Linked DNA regions of Mus musculus: all the other regions are linked to region 1. A link is a contact called in public HiChIP or PLAC-seq and promoter capture Hi-C data. All regions are on one chromosome and are shown on one strand. Each heading gives the region's core, a stretch centred on a gene start, on an enhancer-like site or on the middle of the called end of the contact. The rest is flanking DNA. Distances are from core to core; before and after follow the strand shown. Region 1 holds the start of Tpst2 (protein-tyrosine sulfotransferase 2). Region 2 holds the start of Sart3 (squamous cell carcinoma antigen recognized by T cells 3). Region 3 holds the start of Chek2 (checkpoint kinase 2). Region 4 holds the start of Cmklr1 (chemokine-like receptor 1).

Evidence for each region. HiChIP or PLAC-seq counts read pairs in DNA pulled down with a chosen protein or histone mark. Capture Hi-C pulls out chosen DNA fragments and counts their contacts.
Region 2: a contact with region 1 is called in an H3K27ac HiChIP or PLAC-seq map of bone marrow-derived dendritic cells, with 4 times the contacts expected there. The contact joins the promoter of Sart3 here to the promoter of Tpst2 in region 1. A contact is called at or near these places in 1 of 39 promoter capture datasets (the C10 cell line), 1 of 15 datasets of contacts at CTCF or cohesin (large pre-B cells), 1 of 484 Hi-C or Micro-C datasets (B cells) and 5 of 115 datasets of contacts at active chromatin or transcription factors (the 230-238 cell line, the SCID.adh cell line, bone marrow-derived dendritic cells and 2 more).
Region 3: a contact with region 1 is called in a promoter capture Hi-C map of liver, with 4 times the contacts expected there. The contact joins the promoter of Chek2 here to the promoter of Tpst2 in region 1. A contact is called at or near these places in 1 of 39 promoter capture datasets (liver), 1 of 484 Hi-C or Micro-C datasets (B cells), 1 of 115 datasets of contacts at active chromatin or transcription factors (astrocytes) and 2 of 9 other capture datasets (adipose tissue and liver).
Region 4: a contact with region 1 is called in an H3K27ac HiChIP or PLAC-seq map of microglia, with 6 times the contacts expected there. The contact joins the promoter of Cmklr1 here to the promoter of Tpst2 in region 1. A contact is called at or near these places in 1 of 39 promoter capture datasets (embryonic stem cells) and 2 of 115 datasets of contacts at active chromatin or transcription factors (T-cell acute lymphoblastic leukemia and microglia).

The regions. Positions count from the first base shown.
Region 1 is chr5:112,275,236-112,278,157 of GRCm38.p6, forward strand. Tpst2 (protein-tyrosine sulfotransferase 2) reads left to right here and starts at 1,510. Exons shown (of 7, transcript NM_009419.5): 1 at 1,510-1,536.
Region 2 is chr5:113,770,931-113,773,852 of GRCm38.p6, forward strand. Sart3 (squamous cell carcinoma antigen recognized by T cells 3) reads right to left here and starts at 1,470. Exons shown (of 19, transcript NM_016926.2): 1 at 391-1,470. The coding sequence starts at 705. Iscu (iron-sulfur cluster assembly enzyme) reads left to right here and starts at 1,871. Exons shown (of 5, transcript NM_025526.5): 1 at 1,871-2,014. The coding sequence starts at 1,898.
Region 3 is chr5:110,838,444-110,841,365 of GRCm38.p6, forward strand. It overlaps Chek2 (checkpoint kinase 2), which reads left to right and starts at 1,540. Exons shown (of 15, transcript NM_016681.4): 1 at 1,540-1,605; 2 at 2,763-2,922. The coding sequence starts at 2,770. Hscb (HscB iron-sulfur cluster co-chaperone) reads right to left here and starts at 1,334. Exons shown (of 6, transcript NM_153571.2): 1 at 1,053-1,334. The coding sequence starts at 1,285. RefSeq lists an enhancer at 138-167.
Region 4 is chr5:113,648,829-113,651,750 of GRCm38.p6, forward strand. It overlaps Cmklr1 (chemokine-like receptor 1), which reads right to left and starts at 1,562. Exons shown (of 3, transcript NM_008153.3): 1 at 1,393-1,562. It overlaps Gm52823 (a long non-coding RNA gene), which reads left to right and starts at 1,916. Exons shown (of 3, transcript XR_003955975.1): 1 at 1,916-2,049; 2 at 2,330-2,621.

The DNA.
Region 1 (2,922 bases), core at 260-2,759:
CCCCCCCCCCCCCCCCGGGCCCTGCTGTGACTAATGTTCTTTTCATGACTAGTTGCACAGGCCACCCTGCCTGTGCTTTGGGTCATGAGGTAAGCACCTCATTTTTTCCTCCCTGGACTAGTTTTGGAACCTACTCTTGCCTGGCCAGTTCCAGACCCTGCTGGGAAGGCTTGTTGAGGGGAATCCAGCTTACTTGTGGAATCATAAAGCTCAGAGAAAGCCCTCAGCGGAGCAGAAGTCCCCTTCAGGCAGACCTTGCTCTTTGATCTTTCTTCACCCATAAATAGTATAAAACTCCCAGAGCTGTGTCGTTAGTCACAAAAAAAAAAAAAAAATCTCAAATATGCACTCAGTAAATGCTATGTTGTGTGGTTTCATTTTTGGTAACTGGCTTCACCAAGACGGGGACTTTGTCAGCCCAGCATCTCCCACAGGGCAGGCACTGTTTTATAGACTACATGAATGAATGAATGAATGAATGAATGAATGACAAACACATATCTGTGTGCCTTGCTTTGTCTGGCCTGTAGAGATATTTGTGTTAGTTGTAACTAGTATAAAAATGAATTTCATTTAGTTTTGTACAGGTTTGGGGTATACGGTTTCACAACACCCTGGAAGGTCAAAGGATTTGTTTGGGTGGGAGGGGTACGTCCTTGTATGATGTGGGTCCCTCATCGAACTCATGTCGTCAGACTTAGAGGCAGGCGCTCTTACCCACTAAGCCATCTCGCAAACACCAGGATTTTATTTTCAATATTTATTTTTATTACTGTGTGTCAAGGCACACGTGTGGAGGTCGGAGACAACTTTGTGGAGCCGGTTCTACTCTTCCATCTCTGCACGGGTTTCGGGGATTGCAAGCGTCTTTACCAAACGAGCCATCTAATGTATTTTAAAATGGTAAAACACACCACAACTCGTGCGCGCGCGCGCGCGCTGTAAACAGAGGCTATAGAGGACGCAGCGAGAGGCTAGCCTACACCTTCTCCTTTGCTCTGCACACCTTGGGCTGGCTCCTTTCTGGGACCCAATCCTGTACCTATAGTGCACACCCCTGCGCTGACGGACAGCCATCCCGCTCAGCGTCTGAACGCCAGCTTGTGGCTGCGCCCTCAAGGATGCCGTGCAGAGGAGGAACGCCCTGCGTAGTTAAAGGAGCCAGAGCAGCAAGCTCTAACGGCAGGGGCTCCGCCCCCGGGGAGGAGATGAGGGCGGGGCAACGCTGGAAGGGGCGGGCTCTCTTGGCCACACCCCTTGCGTCATGGCGCTAGAGGGGAAGCTAGGGGAGGGGGAGTGGCGGAGGCCGTGCGTGTGGGCAGGGCCTATCTGGGTCCCGCCCCCAACCCTCTGGGCAAGCCTGGAGTGTCGCGGCTCTAGCGATAGACGTTGGGGGCGTGGTCAAGCACTAGGCGACAGGGGCGTGATCACGAGTGGCTCCGCCCCTTGCGTCACGACACGCGGCCCCGCCCCTCGCGGCGCCTCCCTGGCGGCCGGCAGGGAGCCGGAGTCTGCGCGGGCGCCGATTTGGGCACGGTAGGTGGCAGCGGCCTCGGCCAGTACCAGGTCAGGGCTGCGTGGCGCGGTCCGGACGGTGGGCGGCGCGGACAGGCCTGGTCGCCGCGGGAGGACGCGCGTGGCCTGGAGCCCCACCCGCGCGGCGCCGCGGGGAAGTTAACTTGCGGAGGTCGCGGCCCACGGTGGTTCTTAAGAACGCGTAGACCTCTCTTGCTCTGCCCTGTTTTGCTTGCTTCCTGCTTCACACGTGGGAAACTGAGGCCTGGGGTCACGTGCCCGGGCGCTGGGACTCACAGCTAGGACGGGGCAGAAACTCTCCCGCGGGGTTTTGTGCGCGCGAGCGAGCGTGTGACCCTCCCCCCTCCCCCCAGAGGTGGCTGCCCCTGTACCCACTGCTCCCGGTGTTCATACTGTTCCTTGCCCTCCCCAACCCCTTGTTTCTTTCATTCTAGCAGGGATGCCCGATGGTTAGTTAGGCCCAGCTTCTGCATTGGGGCAGATCGGGCTGGGAGGCTCCGGCTTAGTATTGGGGACATGCCCTTTCTCCAGCCTCTGTTTCCGGACATACAGAACTGGGTTTGTTTCGTTACCCTGAAGAAGCTGTTAAGTTATTTGTGAACCGCTGTACCCGCCTTGCCTCGCCTTGGGCTCATTCCATTTACCATATCTTGTTTTAAAAACCGTATCTAAGGATTTTTTTTTTTGTAACACTTTTTCTGAAGGTCTGATCCACTAACCATATAAATCTTCTTTTGGAAGTAAACTTTAGGTGGTTGGTGGGTTTTAGGATGCTCACATTACGCACTGATCCTCGTCTACTTTTAGAACATTTGTACATCCCCCAAAGCAGCAGTCCCTAACCCTCAACTCCCAAACCTCTTTCCCCAGACCCCGGCTCACCTTCATCTACACTACTATCTGTCTATGGATTTCTCTGCTCTGGGTGGTTCTGTGTATGGTTCCTCATGTGCATAGTATTTCCTAGTGTGGATATTGTGTGTGTGTGTGTGTGTGTGTGTGTGTAGTCCATTGGTTTGTAGATGGACAGTGGGTTGATGTTCCTTTATGGCTGTGATTAGTATTGTTGCTGGGAATACACACACTGTATTTCTCTTTTCAGTTTTGCCTAAATTTCAGGATCCCTTTAAAGTTTAACCTATTGAGGAGCTGCCAAACTCCCAAAGTGCCTTACCACTTTACTGCCTCTGGAATGTGATGGTTATGATGATATTTGTGACCAAGTCTTATCTACCTCAAGCTGACCTTGAACCCCAGACTCTCCGGTTTCAGCCCCGGAGTGCTGGAATTAGAGGCTTGTGCCACTTGCCTGGCTTGAGGTTTCCCATAAATTCTGAATATGTTTCGTTTCTTCTGAAACATCAGCGTCTTCCTGGCTTCAATGCA
Region 2 (2,922 bases), core at 220-2,719, 1.5 Mb after region 1:
TGATGACCAAGAGTTCAATCCCCGGAACACACATGGTTAAAAGACAACCGTGTCCACGCAGGCATACAAGCACAAGTTTAAAATAAGAAGAAAAAAAAGAGAGAGTAAAAGCTTAAAAAGATAAACACTCTCAGGTGCGGTGGCACCTTGTGCAGGAGCCCCCTCAACGAGCCTCAGTTTCCCGGGGAAACCGGATTAAACACTATTCAATGGAATACTTTAGGGACGCCCTGGGCGCGCACTGAGCCGGGGACGCGGGGACTCACGGTGGCTCACGGCGTCCCGGCGACCTCAGCGGTCTCCATAACCACGGAGGACCGAGGGGGCGGGCCGGGCCTGGGGACCCGAAGGGAGGAAGGGAGCCCGCCGCCGCCACCCAGGCCGGCCAACCTGCTCCTCCAGCCGCTCGATCTCCAGCTGGTTCTTCTCCTCCTCCTCGTCGTACTCCCACTCGTCCTCCCCGGCGGAGCTCTCGGCGGAGGAAGCCATGGCGTCCTCCTCATCCCCATCGCTCCCGCTCGCGCCTTCCCGCTGCAGGTCCCATCCGGGGCCCTTGGCCTCCGCCGCCTCCGCGGCCACAGCGCCGGACAGCACCTTCCGCTGCACACCGGCCGGCTTCGCCTCATCCTCTTCTCCCTCGGCCTCAGGCCCGGCCTGGGGCTCAACCTCCGGCTCGGACGCCGAAGATGCGGCCGTCGTCGCCATCTTGCGCAGCCCGCGACTCTCGGGTCTTCCCTCGCCCGCCGAAGCCCGGCGAGCATCGGGCTGTCCGCGGCGTCTGCCTGATCAAAACTCCGCTCGGCCACCAGCGGGAGCGTCGCGGACGGCCTCAGGGAGCAGGAAGCTGTGGAGAATCCACCGCTGATGCTATCCTTTAGCGCCTCCAGACGCCACCGTCAGAAGAAAAGGCTCACGAGCATAACCTGCGTCCGGCTACAACCGTGGACAGCTGTCGGGTCTTTGGGCCGGAAGTGGCAGCCACAGCTGAAGTGGTGCGTGCGTGATGTCCGTAGTTAAGGTCGAGGCGCCATCTTAGGAAGGTCAAAGTCGTCGCTTTGGACTAAAGACCTTCTGTAAGGCTCGGCCGGCTCCGGTGCGTGGTTGTTTCCCGGCAACCGACCCTCAAGTGCGGACAAGATTGCAGTTCCTCCGCGATCGGATGCACCATCTCATGGGAAAAGTCTCATCTCTCGAATAAAGCTCCCTCCCCTTTGTAACACCTAGTACCTCGTAGTTGTGTTAAACGAGTCGCTTTTGTGGATTTTTATAGTCAATGATAATACATTACAATAAGTATTGATTCGGAATGATGTGCATGGCGGTAAAACAAACGTAGGTGTCGAGGGATGGGGTTCGTTTCTCTTATACCCCTCGTTCTCGAGGTCGGAAAAGCGTTGCTGTTTCCCTCTGCACTGCCTTTCCCCTTCATCAACAAGGTTAACGAGCCAGAAATCGCGTCCGTTTTGCTCCCAGGATTTTTTTTTTTTTTTTTTTTTTAGTGACACCTAGAGTACACTTAATATGCATTTGCTCCATGGGTGAAACGGCTACCTCGGAATTAGTAAAAAAAAAAAAAAAAAAAAAAAAGGAAGAAAGAGAGAGAGAAAGAAAGAAAAGGAACTCCACAGCCTGAACAAAAGTCTACCAGGGACGTATGCATGATCGAATCATAAACACGCCTGAAACCGAGCATCCCCACGCCCATCGCAGCACCAGACAACCTTGCACGCCGCTTCGGACCTTCCCGCTCTGCGCCTGGCCACGCCCCTTCCGAGGGCGCGGTCAGAGGGGGCGTAGCCGGGCCGAGACGCCAGCGCAAGCGCCGAGCTGCGGTGACGTCGAACGGGCGCGCCATCCCTCCGGCGTCGCCGAGGTCGACGCAGCTCAAGCCGGCAGGATGGCGGCGGCCACGGGAGCTGGCCGTCTGAGGCGGGCGGCGTCGGCGCTGCTGCTGCGGAGCCCGCGCCTGCCCGCCCGGGAGCTGTCGGCTCCGGCCAGGCTCTACCACAAGAAGGTATGGGCGGGCGAGGGGGTGCGCGAACCATCGAGGGGACCTGCCGCCGTTGCGCAGATCACCAGCACCGAGGAGCCCCGCGGCCGCCTCTGCCCCGCCGCGGCCGTCACTCCGAGTGTCCCAAGGCTGACAGCCCAGAAGGGAGGGTCCGGGTATGTCGTGCCGGGGGTCAAGGGGCAGCACGCACACACACACACACACACACACACACACACACGCATGCTTGAGCACACTCGACAGCACCAGCGTCCTCCCCAGCTAAGCCATTGCCCTGGCCAGATGGCCTTGATCAAGTCACTGGTCCCCTCCCATCCTTTCTCTCAGACCTGACAGGAGTCTTCTGAAGTCCCCGTACGTGGAGCGCTCGGTCCAACCAAGGGAAACCACTGATGGCGATTTATTTACTCTTTTAGGAGCCGATGGCCTCGAGCTCAGCCAAGCACCTAGCCCAACATTAAAACTTCGGTTCTCAGTTGTGTGTTTATTGGTAGGGAGCAGAAAGTATAGAAGAAGAGTAGTTTGCGGGCCCCCACGCTTTTAGGGACGTTAAAATCCTCTTGACAGGAGACTCACTCCGAAAAACAAGGCTACCGCAGATGTACAAGACACTCCCTCCCCCCCCCCCCAAAGTCCTTGATTAGATGATGCGTTATGGGGGCTCAGGGCTTAGACTCAATCTGCAGATGAGGGTGCCTCCTGGTAACTAGCGGGAGAAAGCTCGGTTATTAAATCTTAGTGTGTCCCTGACTTTAACAGCTGCTTGTTCTGTTCTGGCTTGGGTGCTCTTGCCCAAGGCCTTCTACCCCAAAGGGAAGGTTGTTTTGTTGACATTATAGCTGCAGGACCTTGACGGGCTGGCAGCCTTAAGGCACCAGGGGGCGCTCCTGCCACAGGGTAGCGCTGTGTTT
Region 3 (2,922 bases), core at 290-2,789, 1.4 Mb before region 1:
AGGCAGGGGGGGGGGGACAAAGTACAGAGAACACTTCTTGGTGTCTCTCCCTCAAATTCTCAGCCTGAATTAAATTTTTGTTTTCTTGAGACAGGGTCTCACTGCTTAGCCTATGTTGGGTTCCCACTTTTGACCCTTTTCCTTCAGCCTACTGAACACTGGGATTTTAGACATAGGCTACTACACTAGGTTTGTTTTGTTCTTAATTGCTTTCGGTTTTTGAGACCTAGTCTCATGTAGCCCAGAGTCTCATCAAACGTACAGGCTCAGCTGTACCCTCTGAGTGCTGGACTCACAGGCATAACACCAACACACCTGGCTTGTTTTGTATTTATTTTCTCCGTTAAATAAATAATTTATTTGCGATGAGATGTTCCCTATTTGTGTGGTTGGCCTCCAAGTGGGGTATCATCTCCTACGGTTGTCTAGCATGCTTTTAATCCTGGCATTGGTGAGGCAGAGGGGGTTGGTGGAATTCCAGGCAGGCCAGGCGAGACTTCAAGGTGAGGCTAAATTAAAAAACAAACAAACAAACAAACAAAAACCTCTCCCAGTTCCTGTAAGTTTGGCCAATGGATTTTCCAGAAGTCTCAGCCCTCAAACCTCCCTATACCGTAAACTTGTCCGTTTCTGTTTGTTGATGTTTAAAAACAAGGTCCTTGTAGCTACTGCTAGTCTTGAATTCCTGAACCTGTGTTTTCCACTTTACAAGTGCTTAGATCACAGACAGGCATCTGCAACTTCACTCCTGTTTGACCCCCGCCTCCACCCTTATCTTCTCTCCAGTCTGTAACTTTATTTCCTCTCCGTCTCAGGAAAACTCCTAAAATCTCACTAGGTACTACTTATACCTATGGCCTACACTTATCCATCTTTGTAGTTGTTTTGAATCAGTCTCGGCAAATTGCCTAAGATGGCTTTGAACTGTGGTCCTCAGCCTCAGACCCCCCCAAGCTGGCTGGAAATTACAGCCCCGCAGACGCGGCCCCAAGCCTAGATCGCTCGGGTTACGAAGCCCGAGCTGCTTTCCCGTCACGACGCGCCGCCCGTACCAGTTCATGAGGCTGAAGTAGTCACGAGTGGGGTCAGGAGGCTGCAGAGCGCGGCAGTGTGAGCAGAAGAACTCATCCCCACACCCGACTTCCCTTGCGTGACCGCAGTTCCAGCACTGCGGTGCAATGCTCTTCCCCGCGGCGGCATTGCTGCCCAAAAGTCTCCTTCCCAGGAACCCTGCCAGCCGCACCTCCCACACACCCAGCAGGGCACGGGCTCCGCATCCCCACATTGGGACGGCCGCTCGCTGACCTAGGTAGCAAGACCCGAGGGAAAGGAGGAAAGACCGTCTCGCTGCTGATTGGTTAAGGGAGTCGAGGAGGCGGGATTAGCCGCGGGAAACCAAGACGTCGAGTCCCGTTCTGCATGTTAAACTACAACTCCCAGCAAGCCTTGAGACTAATCGCGGCAGTCATCTTCGGGCTTTCTTACTGGTCCTGCCGGGGAGGAAGGCTTTTTGATTGGTTGAGGGTGGAGTTTGTATCCGTAGGTTTAGCGCCACTCCACTGGCGGAGGCTGTGCAGTGTTTGCGGCTCCTGGTGGTCTCACGCGGTGAGTCATAAGTGGGAAACTTTAAGTGTTTGAGGAGTCGAATACCGTTCTCATGCTTCTTGTGCAAATGGGCCCTCTGCAGCTTCCGCTTTGTCTGCTTTCTTGTGCGAGCGAGGGGGCGCTGTGCATAGTCAATTCTTCCTTTTTATCTGCCCTTGGGGCGCGCGGGGGGGAAGCGGGGGGGAAGTTCACTTTCCTTGTTCCTTGTGAGCTGAAACAGGTCTGGGCACATAGGAAGGCACAACGCCGGGCTGTTCGTTGCCAGAGCGAAGTAGTTTTCATAACGAACATTATAAATGTTCATGCCAGCCCCTAGATGGCTTTCCCCAAATACCTACTGAGAACCCGATCTTCGCTGCTAGGCTCTGCAGGAACTGAAGAGGGTACGTCTGCATACTCAGCATACGTGAGGGGTAGGATGGCAAGGAATGGATAGGAGACAACCAAGCCATTCTCAGCTTCTGTACATGAAGGAAGATGGTGTAATGCTTTGTAAGTGGCCTCTGGAATTCTATTCATAATCCTGGGATTTTGCTATGGTCACTTTTTTTTCTCCCCACTCATGAATGGGCCTGTCTTTCATTTTGAGGTGGTCATAATGTGCCCGTTCCTTTAAATTTCTTTATGTATTTTTTTTAATCACGTGTCTAAGTCTGTGCAGTGCGCACGGGGGCCAATAGAGGGCATTGTATCACCAAGAGCTGGAATTACAGGTGTTTGTGATCTTTTGGATGTGGGTGCTGGGAACTGTACTCTTGACTCCTTAACTGTCTTCATTTTGTATGTTTGACAATACTGGGAGTGGGATCCAGTACTTTGCTTCTGTTGGAGAAGTGATGAACCATCTACCATTGAGTTATAGCAGCCACATGACTAATTTTGGGTAGAGATTTACTTTACTTTTAATTATGTTATCTGTGTGGGAAAGTGCAAGTGTGAGCTCTGGTGATTGCAGAGGCCAAGATCCACTACAGAGCCACTGACTTTGGAGTTATAGGAAACCTCGAGCTGCCAGATTTGGTGCTGAGAACGTAGGGAAACTTGGGTTCTGCAAGAATAGTATGTGCACTTTCCTGCCGAGTCCTCTCCTGCTCCCTCCCCTTCTCCACTCTCGAATCCAGAGCCTTGTTCCTTATTGTTGGACTCTTGTTTTCGAGGTCGGATATGAAGAGTCATCATCAGTCCCACAGCAGCACCTCCTCGAAGGCTCATGACAGTGCTTCCTGTTCACAGTCCCAGGGTGGCTTCAGCCAGCCCCAAGGCACTCCTTCTCAGTTGCACGAGCTCTCACAGTATCAGGGTTCGTCCAGCTCCTCT
Region 4 (2,922 bases), core at 312-2,811, 1.4 Mb after region 1:
AGTCCCGAGCCAGCCCCTTCTGCAGCTTGAGTGAACTGTGAACAGGCACACACACTGGCAGCAGCAAGGTCCTGAGACAAGCCAGCCTTGCCCTTGACAGAAGCCAGAACCACAGATCCCCTTGGAAAGGGGAAGGAGAGAGAGTTAAAGGGAAATCAAGGCTTTCTTAAGACACAGCAAACACAAGACCTCCTCCTCCTCCACTTCCTCACTGTGTGACCTCAGACCTGTGGCCTGTCCTCTCTGAGCCACATCACATAAAGAGTTGCAAGCAGAAGTCAGGAAGATCCATAGGGCTCACTGCCCAGCCAGCTAAGCCTAGTCAGTGAGCTCAGGGTCCCAGCGAGAGACCCTGCCCCATCACATAAAGAGTTGCAAGCAGAAGCATCTCAAGCAGAGGCAGGCAGCCCTAGTGTTAAGAAGGCTTCAAGGCTATTGCACCCCTATGCCATGCCATGTACAGCGTCAGCAGGAAGAAATTGCCATGACCAGACAGCTCACATATCTTTAAAAAAGGGTAGTGAAGAACTGGAGCGATGGCTCGGTGGTTAAGAGTACCAGCTGTTCTTCCAGAAGACCCAGGTTCAATTCCCAGCATTGACATGGTTTCATCAGCATCTGTATGTAACACCAGCTGTAGGGGAAGTTGATCCTCTTTTGTCCGGGACTCACGTGCACTCACATGCACAGACCCACATAGATATTGGCATGCATATATATAATTAAAAATAAAATAATTTTAAAACATGGTTTCTCCATGTAGCCCTGGCTGTCCTGGAACTCACTCTGTAGACCAGGCTGGCCTTGAACTCACAGAGATCCTCCTGCCTCTGCCTCTCTCTGGGTCTATGAGAGACCTTGACAAGGCTTATGATAATCAGAGAGTGACAGAAGAAGACACCCCACGTTCTCCCTCTGCCTGCACATCTGGACATCACACAGAGCATCACACACACACAGTGATATGGGGTCACCTATGGGAATATATCCACGGGACTAATACACAAAGCAAAACTATCCCACAAAGTGTTCATGGCAGCGCTGGTCACTCAGAATACTAAAAAACAAAAAGAGAAGTGGACCTCACAGTAGTTACATGCCCCCAAGGCCAGCCTTTGTCAGCAGCCACTGAACTGTCCTCTCGGGAGCCGGAGAGCCTGACGGGGGTGGTCTGTGGCACGGCACAAGTGGGCTTTGCTCTGAGTCGAGGAAGGATTCATCCTCACGGATGGCCTGCGGTGGCCACGCTGGTTTTCACAAACACCAGCGTCGCTCTTCAGCTCTGATTCTATGCTAGAAACTTTTCCTTTGACACACACCCAAAGAGGAGCTCCAGTCCCTGCCTGCGCGTCCCTTCCCGCCCTCTGCAGGACTCAGAACCAAGTGCTGTACCTTCTCTCCAATATCCCCCTCCGGCTCCTGCGACTTCAGGGTTTGAGAACTCGCGCTCTGGCCTCTTTCTCAGTTGTTCTGGTAGTGGCTGTTTGCTTGGAAGCATTTCTTCCATTCACAGAAGATTTCGTCTGAGCCCCGCGGAGCACAACATCCTAAGAGCCTCCCTCTGTCCTGTGTTCTGTGTGGGGACAGGGACAGAACTCAGCCTGAGAAACAGCTGGAGCGGGGAGGGGCGGGAGGAGCAGGAAACAGCCTGGGGAGGGCGGGGGCGCCAGCTGTGTGGAGTGGGCCCCCCGCCACTCCCCCAGAGGAGGCTTCGCCTGCCAGCCAGGCTGGGCTCCTGGGTGGTAACGGCCCACTAGGAATGACCCGCCCCTTGTCTGGGCGCACAACTGGAGCCGCAAATGGAGCCTTGAAACCAGGCTGCTGGGGAAGTTACTCCTGACCGACCTGAAGACCCACCCGCAGCTGGTTATCTTTGCCCGCAGTAGGGACGGTAGCAAGCCCTATGGCCTCTTGCCTGCTGTTCCCTACTTCTGAGTGCTATTCTTGCCCCTAGTGTGGCCAGATGGCTTCCAGCTCCTTCTCCGTGATGAAGAAACCTCCCCTGACAGACTACTCTGGGTTTCCACATCACAGCAAGCACTGACAGAGGTATCACGCTGTCCTGCCTGCTGCCTGTCTTCCCCAGTCTGTCCCCACCACCTGATATAGTGCCTAGTTTATTGGCACCGACAGCAACAGAATTGTTGAAGTAGCCAAGAACAAGGCAGGGTACTGGGCACTCAGTACACAACCTTCACAGTGCTAGGAACTTGATACTACATCCTCCCTACGGCAGTGGTGGTTGTGGACAGGTATTTTTATTACCCTTGTTTATTGGTAAGGAAATTGGGGCACAGAAAGGTTAAGTTTCTTACCCTATGCTACCCAGCTAGGAGATGGCAGAGCTGGAGCCCAACCAGGCTAGATCCCAGTCCTCAACCTCCAGAAGGAAGACATAACAGTCCTTGGCCTGTGTGATCCATAGCAAGTGCTTTGGTTGAGAGTGTCATGCATCACCATGCCTGCTGCAACGGGGCTGGAAGAGTAGATCACGCATGGCGGATGGAGATGCTGAGGCCGTGGACCAGAATCTGTGCCCAGGCAGCCGGCTCGGGCTCACAGCTAAGACCAAGCTGAGGTCTGTCATGGTTGGAAGCCCTGCTGCCTAAAGCTACTTACAGGTGAGGAGAGGGGAGAGAAAGAAGAAGGAAAGGAAGCAGGGGAAAGGTAATGGAGAAGGGTGAGGAGAGAGAAGAAGGGGGGAAGTAAGGGGGAGGAGAGAGAAGAGGGAGAGGAGGGGAAGGAAAAGGAGGAGAGAGAAGAGGAGGGAGGGGAGGGGAAGAAAGGGGGAGAAGGAGAGGAGAGGAGAGGAGAGGAGAGGAGAGGAGAGGAGAGGAGAGGAGAGGAGAGGAGAGGAGAGGAGAGGAGAGGAGAGGAGAGGAGAGGAGGGGAGAGGAGAGGAGGGAATACAGAGGAGGAGGA